Regions from separate parts of the Sus scrofa genome. Here region 1 is linked to region 2. Evidence: chromatin contacts called from public Hi-C data. All regions are on one chromosome and are shown on one strand. The core of a region is the stretch at or near the end of the contact, and the rest is flanking DNA. Distances in the headings are between cores, read along the strand shown. Region 1 overlaps ELF4 (ETS-related transcription factor Elf-4). Region 2 overlaps UTP14A (U3 small nucleolar RNA-associated protein 14 homolog A).

Region 1 (6,901 bases), core at 1,865-4,364, 110 kb after region 2:
ATATATATATATATAAAGTTGAGGGGTTTTTTTGGGTTTTAATTTTTTGATTTTGTTGGGGTTCATGGTATTGTGTGGTTTCTTTTATGTTTGCCTTTACTTTTTGCATTTGGGTGTGTATTTTGGCTGCCCTTTGTTTCGTTTTGAGCAACTGGCTGTGGAGTCGTCTAAAACACTTGCATACTGAAAAACCTGTGTCAGGGCCTCTGTCTCCGGTCTCTTTTCTGTCCTCCCCACATGCACGGGCTTTTCCGTGGTTCAAGAAGACGGCATCCCCACGAAATCAGTGCCGAAAGCCCCAATCCTGCTTTGCAGTTTGGGGGCCTTCTGGGCATAGCCAATGTGGACAAGGTCAAGGGGCCAGTGAACATCTAGGTCACTGGGGTAACATCTAGAAGGAAAAGGAAAGGCAGGGGCAAGTCCTGGGTCCGGGCTAGTGAGGAGAAATGAGTGCTTGCCACTGAACACGCACACAGATTCCTCTTTGGCCCCAGGAGCAGCAGGATCGCAGGGAGGGGCCCTCTGAGGCGGCTGCTGCGACGGATGATCCATCGTATTCAGGCTGCGGCCTGCAGCAGCTTGACATGCGATCTTGGCTCCCAGACCTAGGACTGGCACTGGACCTGGGCTGCAGCGGTGAAAGTGCCGAATCCTAACCAGAACCCGAGCCTCCACAGGGACAGCACAGGATCCTTAATCCCCCTAGCCCACTAGGGAACTCCTGAATGTTCCTTTTTAATTCAAAGGAATCACCTGCCTGCTGGTGCTCTTTCTTGCCCTGGGCCACCTGTGTCAGCAGCTGACTTCATGGTCTTGTCATTGCTCTCGCTGTCTAACCAGTGTCCCCTGCTGCTCACCTGTGGTTCTGCTTTCCTAAGTAAGACCCAGCTCCTGTGGAGGCAAGACGCCCATCCTGGATTTCACAACTTTTCTCCTTACTTCCAAAAGACAGGGCTAGAAGCTATAATTCCTTCTGAGTACTGGCACCTGAACAAGCCTGTTACTGTTTTGAGGGGAAGGAGAGGTTTGCAGGCCTGGGAGGAGGCCCTTTTAAGCTCCGTTCATAGGGCCTCTCACTGCGGCTGGGCTGGGCCTCCGGAGAGCACTGTCAGCTTACAGGCCCGGGGTCGGGGGTGGGAGGCGTGTCTGGCCAATGGGAGGCCAGCCAGCCCTCGGAGTGAACTGCGCGCTGCTCTCTTTGCTCAAACCCCAGGAGCGGGCTTCGACCCTGGTCTTTCTGCTCAGATGGAGGAGCAGCATTAAATCTCCCTGTTGGCCTTCGCTTCTCCACTTTCTGATCCCGAGGCCTTGGGTCCCCGAACACACCTGAGGCCATGTGGTGAGTGCGAGGATCCGGCTGGGCCCAGGATACTGTGGGAGCTCAGAGGAATGCGCAAGGGCCCCAGGGTGGTTGGAAGTGATGCCTAGTTGACAAGTAGGAAAATGGGAATTGGGAGGGGCAGGGAAGAATCTTCGAACTAAGCGGACATCTGAGCACGGGCTGGGAGATAAAGAGGAGGGTCGTGTGTACAAGAAACTGCAACCCACTTCAGTGTCATGGCAGCTTGAAGGGACAAATGGGGAAGGAGGGTGTAGGAGCCCTACCGGCTGTGCCAAGGAGCATGGCTTTGACCTTTGCCTTGAACGATGGGGAACTATGGGAACTCTTGAAACTGGGTAGTGACAGAGGCTTTTTTTTTTTTTTTGGTCTCCTTAGGGTCACTCTCGCGGCATATGGAGGTTCCCAGGCTAGGGGTCTAATTGGAGCTGTAGCTGCCGGCCTACACCACAGCCACAGCAACGCTGGACCCTTAACCCACTGAGTGAGGCCAGAATGGAACCTCCTGTCCTCATGAATGCTAGTTGGGTTCGTTAACCGCTGAGCCATGACGGGAACTCCAAGGCTTTTTTGACTTTACTACATTGGTAAAAATGTGTTGGAGGTAGGACAGGCAGAGGGAGGGGAAAGGGCGATTGCTTGAGATTCAGAAGGAAGGATGATGAGTGAGTGGTGGGGGTACTATAAAGATTTCCATTTAGGGCAGGAGGGAGATGCTGTGGGCAAAATCAGAATGACCCCAAAGGACCAGGAAATGGTCCTTTGGGAACCCATGGACAGCCTTGGGGGCTTGGGTTTGGGTGTGAGGGTACACACACCCCTTTATTTCTCTGGAGAAAGTGAGTTAAAAGTGGAACCAGGAGTTCCCGCTGTGGCTCGCTCAGCGGTTAACGAACCCGACTAGCATCCATGAGGACAGGAGGTTCCATCCGTGGCCTCGCTCAGTGGGTTGGGGATCTCGAGTTGCTGTGGCTGTGGTGCAGGCCGGCGGCTACAGCTCCGATTGGACCCCTAGCCTGGGAACCTCCATATGCTGAGGGTGCGGCCCTAAAAAGACAAAAAGACCAAAAACAAAAGTGGAACCAGACAGCAGTTTCTTGTCTCTCGCTTTCAGATTCCTTTCCCCTCACCTCTGGAGTCCTTTCACTACCCTTCTCCCAGAGTGGAAAGATCAAAGTAGGAGGTTTGGACTGTGAATCCCATAAAGCAGGAGGTAAATCAGCATCCCTGGTCCACACTGGGGTGAGGATGCTGGCCTCTTACTAAATGAGCTGATCCTTTCAGTACAGCCTGGGGGAAAGGGCCTGCCCACCGCTTAACACCCAGGCTGACCTCAGGTGAGCGAGAACCTAATCTTTTGGACCTAAATGGGGCTCAATTTACGGACGACACAGGAGAATCACATTGAGTAAACACGGCTGTTTAGCCGGAGTTAGTTCCTCCTACATGCTGAAGTCACGAGCCGAGTTAATGATGGCCTTACCAGAATGTTCCTCTTTGGGGCGCAGGGTTGAAAGGGAGGCCCTGCTCAAGTCTCACTCTCCCTGAGAAAGGGCCATTCCTCCGCTCTCCCTGCATCGCCGTTTAGGTCGGGGTGGTGAATTGGGCGGTAAACTCCTGTCGGTTCCGTATTCTAACCTATGAGGGTCCCGCCCCTGCTGAGACGTGTGTGCGTGTGTGTTTGGGGTGGGGGGGGATGGAGTCGGCCCCGAGGACTGCCTGCTTAGCTGCCAGGAGGAGGCGCCAAGTGCTCGGGCCTTCTGGACCCCGCAGCGGGGCGGGCCGGACTCCACGTGTTCCTCTAGACTACAGCTTTCCACGGCCGGCAAGGGGCGCTGGCCAGACGCAGCGTTGTGCAGCTGGGCTCGGATGTCACCCCGTCCGCATGCCGGCCCCCCAGGAGCCCGGGCTCGTGCCGCGGGCGGCCGCAGCCATCCGCGGGCAAACGGCTGTCGCCGGCGCCCGGATCGCTGATTTCACGGTTGAAAGCGGCGCCGCGTGAAAGTATAGCTACAAGCAGGCCGCAGTGGGGAGGTGGGCCAGGCCAGGCGCCCGGCGGCACGGGGCGGTGGCCGGGGCTCACTCGCACAGCCAGGACAAGAGCGGCTGCCGGCGCTGAAGGCTAGGCCAGCCGCGTGCTCACCTGCTAGTCCGGGAGGCGGGGGGACGGGGGGGGGCGGTGAAGGGGGCGGGGCCAGGGCGCGGCCGGCCAATGGGGAGAGGGCATTCAAAGGACTGCTAAATCCCCCCCCCCGGAAAGTGGAGGGGGCGGGGGCCCTGGGGAAAGTTCCAAGATCTCGAGCGAAGAAAGGCCTTGGTTGAGGGCTCACGGTCAGGACAGAGGGACGGGAAGATGTCGGCTTCGGCTGTCTCTCTCTGGAGCGGCAGGCCCCGCCCTGGCCACCTCTCCCTTCCCCGGCTCCGCCAGGCCGCCCGGCCGCCCGCCCGCCCGCCTTCGCTGGCTCCACAGCGCCACCTGCTGGACACGGGCCCCCAGCCTGGCGTGCCAAGGCGGCGGCTGTTGCTGCGACCCACCGCCTTGGCCTCCCAAGCCTGGGAGCGGCCCAGAGGGCAAAGAGCTCACTCACCTCAGATCCAGCGGCCTTTGAGCCGGAGACACTTGCCTCTTTAAAAATACATGATCGGGGAGTTCCCGTTGTGGCGCAGTGGTTAACGAATCCGACTAGGAACCAGGAGGTTGCGGGTTCGGTCCCTGCCCTTGCTCAGTGGGTTAACGATCTGGCGTTGCCGGGAGCTGTGGTGTAGGTTGCAGACGCGGCTCGGATCCCGTGTTGCTGTGGCTCTGGCGTAGGCCGGTGGCTATAGCTCCGATTCAACCCCTAGCCTGGGAACCTCCATAGGAGCAGCCCAAGAAATAGCAAACAAAACAAAACAAAACATGGTCGGGTCTGAAAGACTAATAATATTTCTTGCCCCGCCCCTTCCACCGGACCTGACATTTCTACCACTCGGTTCCACCCAAAGATGAGGCCATAGTGATGTCCCAGGAAGGGGTCATCAGCAAAAGGCAGGAGTTCAGAGTCCCTCGAGGCACCTGGTGACAGCAAGTCACTGCAGGAAGCAGCCTTGCGTTCCTTGTGTACCCTGGTGTCCTGGGGTGGCCACAGACATGGGGAAAGGAGGCAGCTGCCCATAGCGCTGTAAGAGGGGTCAGCAGCGGTGGTGGCCCCCAAGAACGGGCTGTCCTTCTCCCTCCCCTCTTGTCTGCCTTAGTATAGGGCTGAAATCCTCACGATTAGAAACAGGACTCATTCATTCTTTCCATAAACATTTATTGAGCACCTACTGTGTGCCAGGCACTGTGCTAGGCGCTGGGGATACATCAGTGACTAACACACAGTCCCTGTCCTTGAGGAGCTCACAGTCTATTGGAGGGAAAACATACATAAACACATAGCTAAGGAGCTACTGTGTGCTAAGTGCTACAATAAGAGGTATATACAAAGTGCTGTGGGAGCCCAGAGGAGCGAGTAATGCACTGGCTGCTGGGAGTGAGGAGCAAGTCTCTTGACTCCATTAAACTAAACCATTGCAAAGGCAGGGATGTCGTTGCCACATGACCCTGGTTGAAATGAACCTGTCTCCTGAGGCTCTCCTCTAGCCCTCTCCCATAACTATATCAGCACAGGTTAATCAGATTAGCTAATTTAACACTTTGAGGAGGAAAGAAACTGGACAGGGAAGTTTCTTTAGGGACAGGGGATGTTCAAAGTAGTAACGACTCTTGAGTGCTAAGGCTGGGGGTGGGGTGGGGTGGGGGTTCCAGAGGGCACTGGGCCAGGGAGGGCAGACCCTGGGCAGTGGAGCACCTGCGGTGAGTGCCTGTGCAGAGGGGAGGTCGGAGGTCACCTACCTCAAACTTTGGTCCCCATCTCTCACCAGCTCAATCAGCGACTGTTCACTGATGCTCACTAGATACTTCGTAGTGTGCCCTGCTCTGTGGGTGACATAGTCCCCCGCCCCTCAGAAGGCATCACACTAATTGGGGAGACTAAATAGGTCCAGGTTGTTGAAGATCGATGTGACAGTTTGTGATTATCATAGAGGAGATGTCACAGGCTGCTCTCCATCAGTTGCCAAAAGAGCGGCAATTGCAACCCATTTAAAATGAACTCGCTTGAGGATAGGCTGGTCTGGGGAGGCAGCTTCCATCAACTGAACCCTGAAGGATGCATACAATTTAACTGGTACAGCAGGGTGGGAAGAACACTCTGGCTGAGCAGAACCAAGTAAAGCAAAAGCACAGAAGTGGAAACTCCAGCAGAGGCACGTGCAAAGGCCAGTGCGTCCGTCCGTTTGACTGGAGCAGTACGCGGGGTGGAAGCACAATGTAAGACCCCTGTGGAAGTCAGTTAGGACTTGCTAGTAGAGGGCCTGGCCGGGAGGTCCAAGACTTGGGACCTCGTCTGAAGACAGAGCTGAGGCTAAGCGCAAAATACTCTGGAACAACTGCCCTGAGCCCTCAAGGGCTCCCCCACCCCTCCTCCGGAACCCCTGGACTGCTTCATGACTCAGAAGAGAAAGGGTTAATGCCCAGCTGCTAAAAACAGATCGGAGGTTAAGTTTTTTGAGCATCACGCCTACATGTAAGGCAGTGACGAGCCCCTGGAAGCTTTTTGGCAGAGGAAGAACAGAATCCTGGCCCTAGCAGATTGGAGGGGGTGAGAACGGGTCCCACCCGGGGGGCTGCCGTGTCCAGGGAGGGAGATAAGCTCTGGGTAAGTTGGAGCCAGGCTGGAGGCTCTGGGAATGTAGAGGAAAAGCTTGAGAGACACGGCAAACCCCGCTGGACTTCAGGAGATGGGGAGGGGACAGGGTCAAGTGAACGCAGCCATCAGATGGCCCTCAAATGTTGAGCTTAGAGGGTCAGGAAACTGGTGGCACCATTAAGAGAAATAGGCACGTCATGACGGCCTTTTCGTTTGGAAAGGTGTGTGTGTGTAGGACTTTCAAAATTCATTTTCAATAGCGGGTCAGTCTCTGAGGGACTGACAGGAGTCTAGGTAGAAAATCCAGCAGATCACTGGAAATGGGAGCCAGAAGCCGAGGGGAAAGTGGGGGCCGGAGCTCTAGATTGCAAACCCAACCCCAAAGCACCTCACTGGAGCCAGGAGGACGGATGAGGCCCTTGGGGGCACCCACACCTCAAGCCGTAGATGCGGAGCCAGCAGGCGCACAGACAGAGGGCGGTGGCGGTGGCAGAGGAAGGGGCTGAGCCCAGCCATTGTGGGAGGGGGTAGGAAGTAGTGTCAAGTGCCGTGAGGGCTCGCAGGAGCCAAGGACTGTGACGAAGACCTTCGATGTCACTGCAGGGGTATCAGTGACCTTCAGATGATGAATTCTGTGGGGTTGGGGAGAGGGGGCCCCCTAACCCATGAGGCAAAATCCATTAAACATTTTTAAACATAAAAAAAAAGGTTAAACATGTTTTAACCTTTGTGCAAAAAAACCTTTTAAGATGACCCTTTCTCGAGATGCTTTACTTTCCACCACCAGGAAACTGTCATAATAAATTGATTTTATTAGAAAAAGGCACGTTAA
Region 2 (6,546 bases), core at 1,611-4,110:
TTCACACACCATCAGCAATTTGAAAGGACCATCCAGACCCCTATAGGATCTACATGGAACACCCAGAGGGCCTTCCAGAAGCTGACTATGCCCAAGGTTGTCACCAAGCCAGGCCATATCATTAAGCCTATAAAAGCAGAGGATGTGGGCTACCGGTCTTCCTCAAGGTCGGACCTCTCTGTCGTACAGAGGAATCCAAAACGACTTTCCATCCGTCACAAAAAACAGCTGAAGCAAAACTCTGTACATTGATTGCTTGAATAATCACACCTCGGTGCCCGGAACCAGGAGCCCCGACTGCTCCTCCACTGGCCCGGTTTTACTCCGAGCTGCAGGATCAGTTCCAAAACTGGCTTAGCACACCATGAGTGTAAAGCCACATTTTAGAAATAAAGGCATTTTTAATCTATTTAATTGGAGTGTATTCTGTGTCGTTTCCCATTTCCTTCAAATCAGACAAGATAGATACCTTTGGATGTTCCCTGCCGCATTTCTCCGGTCACACTTGTCGGGGATCCTTATTTTCTTACCAAGGACTACGTAGTCCTAAATTGGAGTGGAGGAAAGTTGCTCTCGCCTATGATCTTAAATCCATCACATCAGATACAACCATAAACAACCAGGTGAAAGAGTCGGGGTAATAATTAAATATTGTATATTCTTAACCTCTGAACCTAGCAGCAGTATGCTCGAACCAGCTCTGGCTGGTCCTAGGATGGTGCTAAAGCTGGGTTCAGCTTTAAATCTAGCCACTATGATTTTCTTTTCAAAAATGTGAGAGCCTCCCCTGGCTTATACAGGTTGCTCTCCAGAGTAGTTTGCACTTTACTCATTCTTAAGATTGAGCCTTGTCATGGCTCAGCAGTAACAAACTCGACTACTATCCATGAGGATGCGGGTTCGATCCTGGCTTCAGTCAGTGGGTTAAGGATCTAGCGTTGCCATGAGCTTCGGTGCAGGCTGCAGACATGGCTTGGGTCTGGCGTTGCTGTGGTGTAAGCCTTTGGCTGCAGCTCTGATTAGACCCCTAGCCTGGGAACTTCCATATGCCACAAGTGTGGCCCTGAAAAAAAAAAAAAGACTGAGGTTTTACCCTTACTTTACAGATGAGGTAGATAAAGCGTTCCGAAGTAAAGCTCTATTCTCTTCCTAATGCAAGGCCAGCTTCTCACCATTGTTTATAGTTTATTCAGGCATTATTTTGCTATATGGCAGTTCACAGTGGGCTTCTCAGCTCTGAGGAACCTTTCTTTGTGTGACACTATAGAAAGGGCCCCTGAAGCCAAGATTCCTAACAAGGAACTAGAGAAACTCCTCCACTGATTTTGAAAAGACACAACCCCTACTGCGCTTCCCCTCCTGCCTTGGAGATGTGCCCCCAGCCTTTTTAGATCAAGATAGGGGTTAATTTTTGTGTGTCACAGACCCCTCTGAGACTTTGATGCAGTTATGAACCCTGCCCAGGAAAATGCACACACACCTATACCACTTTACACAGTTTCAGGAGGTTTACAGACATGTGGCATCCCCGGGCCAAAAGCTACCTGTGCCACTCGAATTTGCTTTTGCAACTCCCCCCACCTGTATGGCCCTTTTTTTCTGGGGCCGCCACTCTCCAAGTCACTTCCCAAGTGTTTAGACCTCAAGAGTAACTAGTCCCAATGCCTTTGGTTTACAGGTTTAAGATTTCAGAGTGGAGCAATGCACATTAAATTAGTGACTGAGTAAGCACTGGGACCCTAGACGAACTCCGAAGCCAAAAGCCGTGCCATAAATGTCTGTAGAAATTCCCAGTGGCAGTTATGCGCCCCGACTACCATTGCTCATCCTCTCTAGAACCATCCTAGTGCTGAGAAGGGAACTGAATATATTGATAGTGTTTCGAGCCCAAGGAATATTTTTAAGTTATCCATTGGTTTGAGATAATCTGCGATCCGCTTGCTGGTTGACACTTTAAGTCAGTAGCCCGTGAGGGGGAATGGGGCACCTCTGCTCACTCCTGCCTCGTTCACTCTTTCGAGCACAAAGCTGCCACCTCTGTCCCACCCCCACCCCCCAAATCGAAGTACCCAATCAAGTGCCCCCAGTAAAGGGGCCAATCCCCGTCTACTTTCCCGGGACCCTCCTCAGCTCCGTGTGCTCCCGGCGGCCCAGGAGTGATGCAAGCGACCCCATCCTTCAAAGGGGAGGGCAGGCGCTGGAACGTGCTATAAACGACGCCCACTCCCAGCCTTCCAAGCCCCCAAACGGATTCGATTGTTGTTTCGTGGGGCTTTTTTTTTTTCTTTTCTTCCTCCGAACCTCCGAAGTGTTCTCCCTTCCCATTGGCCGGAGCTGCCCCTTGACGCCACCCTGGCCTTGCTCGCTGATTGGTCCATTCTGGATGTGCCCAAGCCTTTTTCCCAGGGTGTGGCCCCCCGCCCCAACAGGGTTCTGACCCCTGGCTCCTCCCTCCCCCCCCAAGCCCCCCTCTCTGTTCCGAATGGTACCGCCCTGGCTCGGCTCCCCCTCGGCCCAGGCCGCTGCCCTTAGGGCCCCCGGACGGGGCGGGGCACGCTGGGGACGGGCAGAGGGCGGTGGTGGCGCCTTCCTGCCGAGCCTGAGGCCGCCCCCGCCACCCTTCTGCAGCCCTCGTAGGTCCCACTTTTCCCTGGGCCGTTTTCGTCTTGCCTTGGTAGCCCCGTCCCGTCTGTGCGGCCCCCACCGTGGTCTTTCGGTCATCCCGATCGGCAGCGTTAAATCCCTGCCCTCAGCGCTCCACACGCGCCCATCCGCCTCCACCCTCGGGTTCTTGCAGCACTCCCTTTCCCCGTGTCTGCTCACCCTTCCCCTCCCAAGCCCGCGGAAGCCCGGGCCCCCCTTCCTCGCGGACTGTCCATCCCCAGGATCCCCCTCCCTGTGTGTGGCCCTTCCTCCCAGCGGCCTCCCCTTCGCGGCTTCCCCTCCCCTTCGTGGCCGGGAGTGCTCCACCCCGACCCACCCCCCTTTCTCCGTACCCCCGCGCTCCCTTCTTATGTTGTCCCTTCACGTCCCTCTCGAAGCCCCTCCCACACCAGCCCCCCCACCTCGTACACACTTACCCCTCCCTCCGAGGCGTCCCCCGGCGCCCCTCCCCTACCCCCGCTAGTCTACGCCCCTCCCACCCACCCCGTCCTTTTGTCTCGTCTTTGGTCTCTAAGTCCCCCGCCCCTCCCTCACTCCCGCCCTCGCTCCCCGCGAGCACGCTCTTATCTTCCCCAGGTCCCGGCGCCCCGCCCCTGGCCGCGCCCCGCCGGCCCCCTCCCTCCCGCGGCCCCATCTCCGCCCTCGGCGCTCCGCCCCCCACCCCCCGCGCCCCGCGGCTCCCGGCCCGCCAGCCCGACCGACCTCCCTGGTTCCCGGCTCGCTCCTCCCGCCGCTGCCGCCGCCGCCGCCGCCGCCGCTGCTCCCCGACCCACCCTTCCCGGGCCGGCGGCTCGCGCTCCCGCACGCTACCCCCGCACACACACGCACTCCCCCCGCCCCGCCTCGCCCGCTCGCCCGCCCAGGCCCTGCGGCGGCCCGGCCCCACGCGGCGCGCAGCCCGCCCTCGGGGGAGCCTCGGCGCCCCGCGGCCACGGGCACCTCGCGGGCCGGCGTTCGGCCCGGGAGCGCTAACGCGGGCCGGGCCGCCCCCCACGCATACACCCAGCCCGGCCCTCGGCGGCCGCCCGGGACGCAGGCGCCCGTCGGAAGTGTTTGGGGGACCAGCGGGCCGCGGCGCCTCCAGCAACCCGGGCCTGGCTGGCGCGCCCTGGGGACTAGCTGCGACCCGACTGCCCGAGATGACTTTACCCGGAGCCTCCTTTGGGCGCCAGCCCCAAACCTGTACCACCAACGCGCAGCGCACAGTTGGGATTCGCAGCTAACGGGTCCGGGGTGGGGGACTGTCCGGAAAATACCCTGAGGGACTGCGGACCGTGAGGCCCGGAGAGGCAAGGGCCGGGGACACGCCCCGGCCACCCAAGGAGAAAGCGCGAGCCCACGCCGCTCGCCTTGGCCCCCGCCTCCTAGAAGCGGGCTTCCCACGGCGCACAGCGATGTTGCCTCTGGCTCTTTGTATCCACCCCACGCGCGTCGAGGATTGAAATTAAACCCTCAATCCGGGGTCGGAGGCACAGCTCAAGTGGACAGGAAACCCAGCAACAGACATGCCAATGGGCACTTTTTTAAAAAGAGTCTGTTTGGCGATGCCCAGGTTGACCGCGTTTCCTTGCCTGCACCTCTTCTCCCAAGCCCTCACTCAGTCTTCCCTTTTTACCCACCAGACTGGAAGCTCTTTGAAGGGGGCCCTGTTTGTCTCTGTGGCTCCCTCAATGGATCCCTTGTGATCGGTAGACAAGTGCATGTGTTTGTTAACTGCCCGCCTTTGGGATCTGTGTCATTATTGTGTGACTTAAGGTTGTAAACTCGGGAGGGCCAAGACCGGGTGGGGATTACTAGCTCGTGCCAGGCACAGCGTGATGCCCAAAGGGATGGGCCATCAATGTTTTTGAGTCTGATGTAGCTAATTATGCAGGAGGCAGATGCCTACCTCCTTCTGGTCCCCAGAACTCCCAGTTCCAGAGCTGGATGTCCTGAGTTAGGAAGATAATAAGGAGCTGCCTTAGCTCATTCGCAGTTGCAGGCCGACTTCCTAAGGCCAGATCCGACTGCATTCATCATCAGAATGCACTGGGCGACCTGACTCCACTACTGGGAATGGGTTTGCAGGGAGCCATGGACTCCCCACTTTAACTCCCATCAGTTTGCAACTGCAGTTGGGAGGAAGGAAGTAGCCAGTTGTTTTTTTTCTCCCTGTGAGGCAAAGTGTCCCATATAAGGATCAAACTTGTAGCTCTTCATCCATTTACCCCAAGGTCAAGCTGAACCCCACTGTGTCAGAGTAAGGAGGGTGCAAACAAACTGGACCCAGTCAACAGCAGTCAATCCCAGGGGAGGAGGGGCGATGGACGCACTCCTTCCTCCCATTTATGGATGCAAGATTCACCTTGTACTTTGCAGCGGCTCCTTTTAACCTGGTCCCTTTAGAATCAGTCCCTCTCCCCGCCCACCTCACACCCCCAGCCCCAGCGGGACAGGTCCTCTCTGTCCTTCCTCGGCCTCACACTGTCTTTGCCCAAGCCAGCCTGCTCTAAATGGACATGGTCAGTGATCCAAGCAGAAACTGAAATAGTAACAATTGGACAGTGTCAAGAGACTCGGGCAGAGATGCCTCGGAGCGCCCGGCCTCCTCCTCTGCCTTGGCACAGATGTTCTTATTGTCCTGGAAAGAAGTAGAAAATTCCCTCCCCAAGCGTGGAGGAGGGATGCTCCAGGGATTAGCCCCCAAGGACAGAGTTGCTATCTCAGCCCCGTCTCTCCACCCCCTAATTATTCAGAATGGGAGATCACCATCCCTTTTCCCCATCATAGCTAAGGCTACCCCCCTGGGCCATATGTTCCCCCTCACCAAGGAAATTAAGGGGAGGGGGGCTGGAGCTGCACGAGGCGAGTACTAAACTGTTCCAAAGTTCTCTTTAGGGACCGTTAGCACATCAAAATACATATCTGGAAAATACTCACAATTAACACTGGGAGAAAAACAGTAAACACAGTGTCACTTTGCCAGGCTCAACAGTTTTGTTTTGTTTTGTTTTGTTTAAATGCTAATGGCCTCAAATGGGGAGCAGCATCCATCAGTTAAATAAACAAGCCATTAGACTGAGACTAGAAGTGTCAACACATGACTAATCTACTAATTGGGAGAAGGCATCGCTAGTGGGGAGTGAGGCAGCAAAGCATGCCGGAGACGGGAGTGGACAGTGGACGGCTGAAGCGCATGGTGTGTTGGTTTGGGAGCCCTCGAGACCTGAGTTGGAATCCTACCTCCAGCTGTTGGTAGCCATGCGGCCTCTAGTGAGTCACACTCTGAGCCTCTGTTTTCCATTCGGTAAAGCAGGGATCAGCACAGTACTTCTATCACAGGACTGTCGTGGGGATGAAGTGAGATATCCAAGTCAGGTTCTTGGTCCTGAGCCTGCCACACTGGCAAGTGTTCCGTGCCTGTTAGCTATTTTTGATAATAATAAAGTACTTAGCACGTGGTATACACTCCAAAAATGGCAGCGATGAAAAAGAAATGATTTATGGTTGCTAGATATTAGCTATAAAAGGTGAACATGGGGGACTTCCTGTGTGGCTCAGCGGGTCAAGGATCTGACGTTGTCATCGCAGTGGCTCGGGTCTGGAGCTACATGAGTGTGGCTCGGGTTTGATCCCTGGCCCGGAACTTCTGCATGCCATGGGCGCAGCCAAAAAAAGGTGGACATGGACCCCTGGTGTCTCCAGAACCTTCCAGATACAGCTGGCAGGGGGATGCCATTGGTTGGTTAATTCCAACTTCTTAAGGCCATCCCTTTAACCTGGGATTAGCTCCAGCCCTGAAGGATCACTGTCCAGTCCCAGAGTTGCTAGATTCTAAGGCCTTCTATCCTGGCACCTGCCTAAGAAACTTGAGTTAAGCTGGCCCTCCCAGGTGGAGACCAG

What was found. A called contact is a pair of places that touch in the nucleus more often than the background predicts.
Region 1: a Hi-C map of adipose tissue shows a contact between it and region 2, with 11 times the contacts expected there. The contact joins two enhancer-like sites. A contact is called at or near these places in 23 of 47 Hi-C or Micro-C datasets (adipose tissue, alveolar macrophages, blood and 13 more) and 2 of 2 datasets of contacts at active chromatin or transcription factors (alveolar macrophages and skeletal muscle).

The regions. Positions count from the first base shown.
Region 1 is chrX:106,613,132-106,620,032 of Sscrofa11.1, forward strand. ELF4 (ETS-related transcription factor Elf-4) reads right to left here. Exons shown (of 9, transcript XM_003135369.4): 9 at 4,616-6,901. Among named protein-coding and RNA genes, the nearest start is that of ELF4, 45 kb to the right of the region's middle. Within about 2 kb of position 3,115, at least 34 of the 83 cell types and tissues checked have an H3K27ac peak or open chromatin away from gene starts, as enhancers often do. A contact at or near this core is called in adipose tissue, alveolar macrophages, fetal liver and 4 more, where this site is marked.
Region 2 is chrX:106,499,976-106,506,521 of Sscrofa11.1, forward strand. UTP14A (U3 small nucleolar RNA-associated protein 14 homolog A) reads left to right here. Exons shown (of 15, transcript XM_003135366.4): 15 at 1-414. The coding sequence ends at 252. Among named protein-coding and RNA genes, the nearest start is that of UTP14A, 24 kb to the left of the region's middle. Within about 2 kb of position 2,861, at least 61 of the 83 cell types and tissues checked have an H3K27ac peak or open chromatin away from gene starts, as enhancers often do. A contact at or near this core is called in adipose tissue, alveolar macrophages, fetal liver and 4 more, where this site is marked.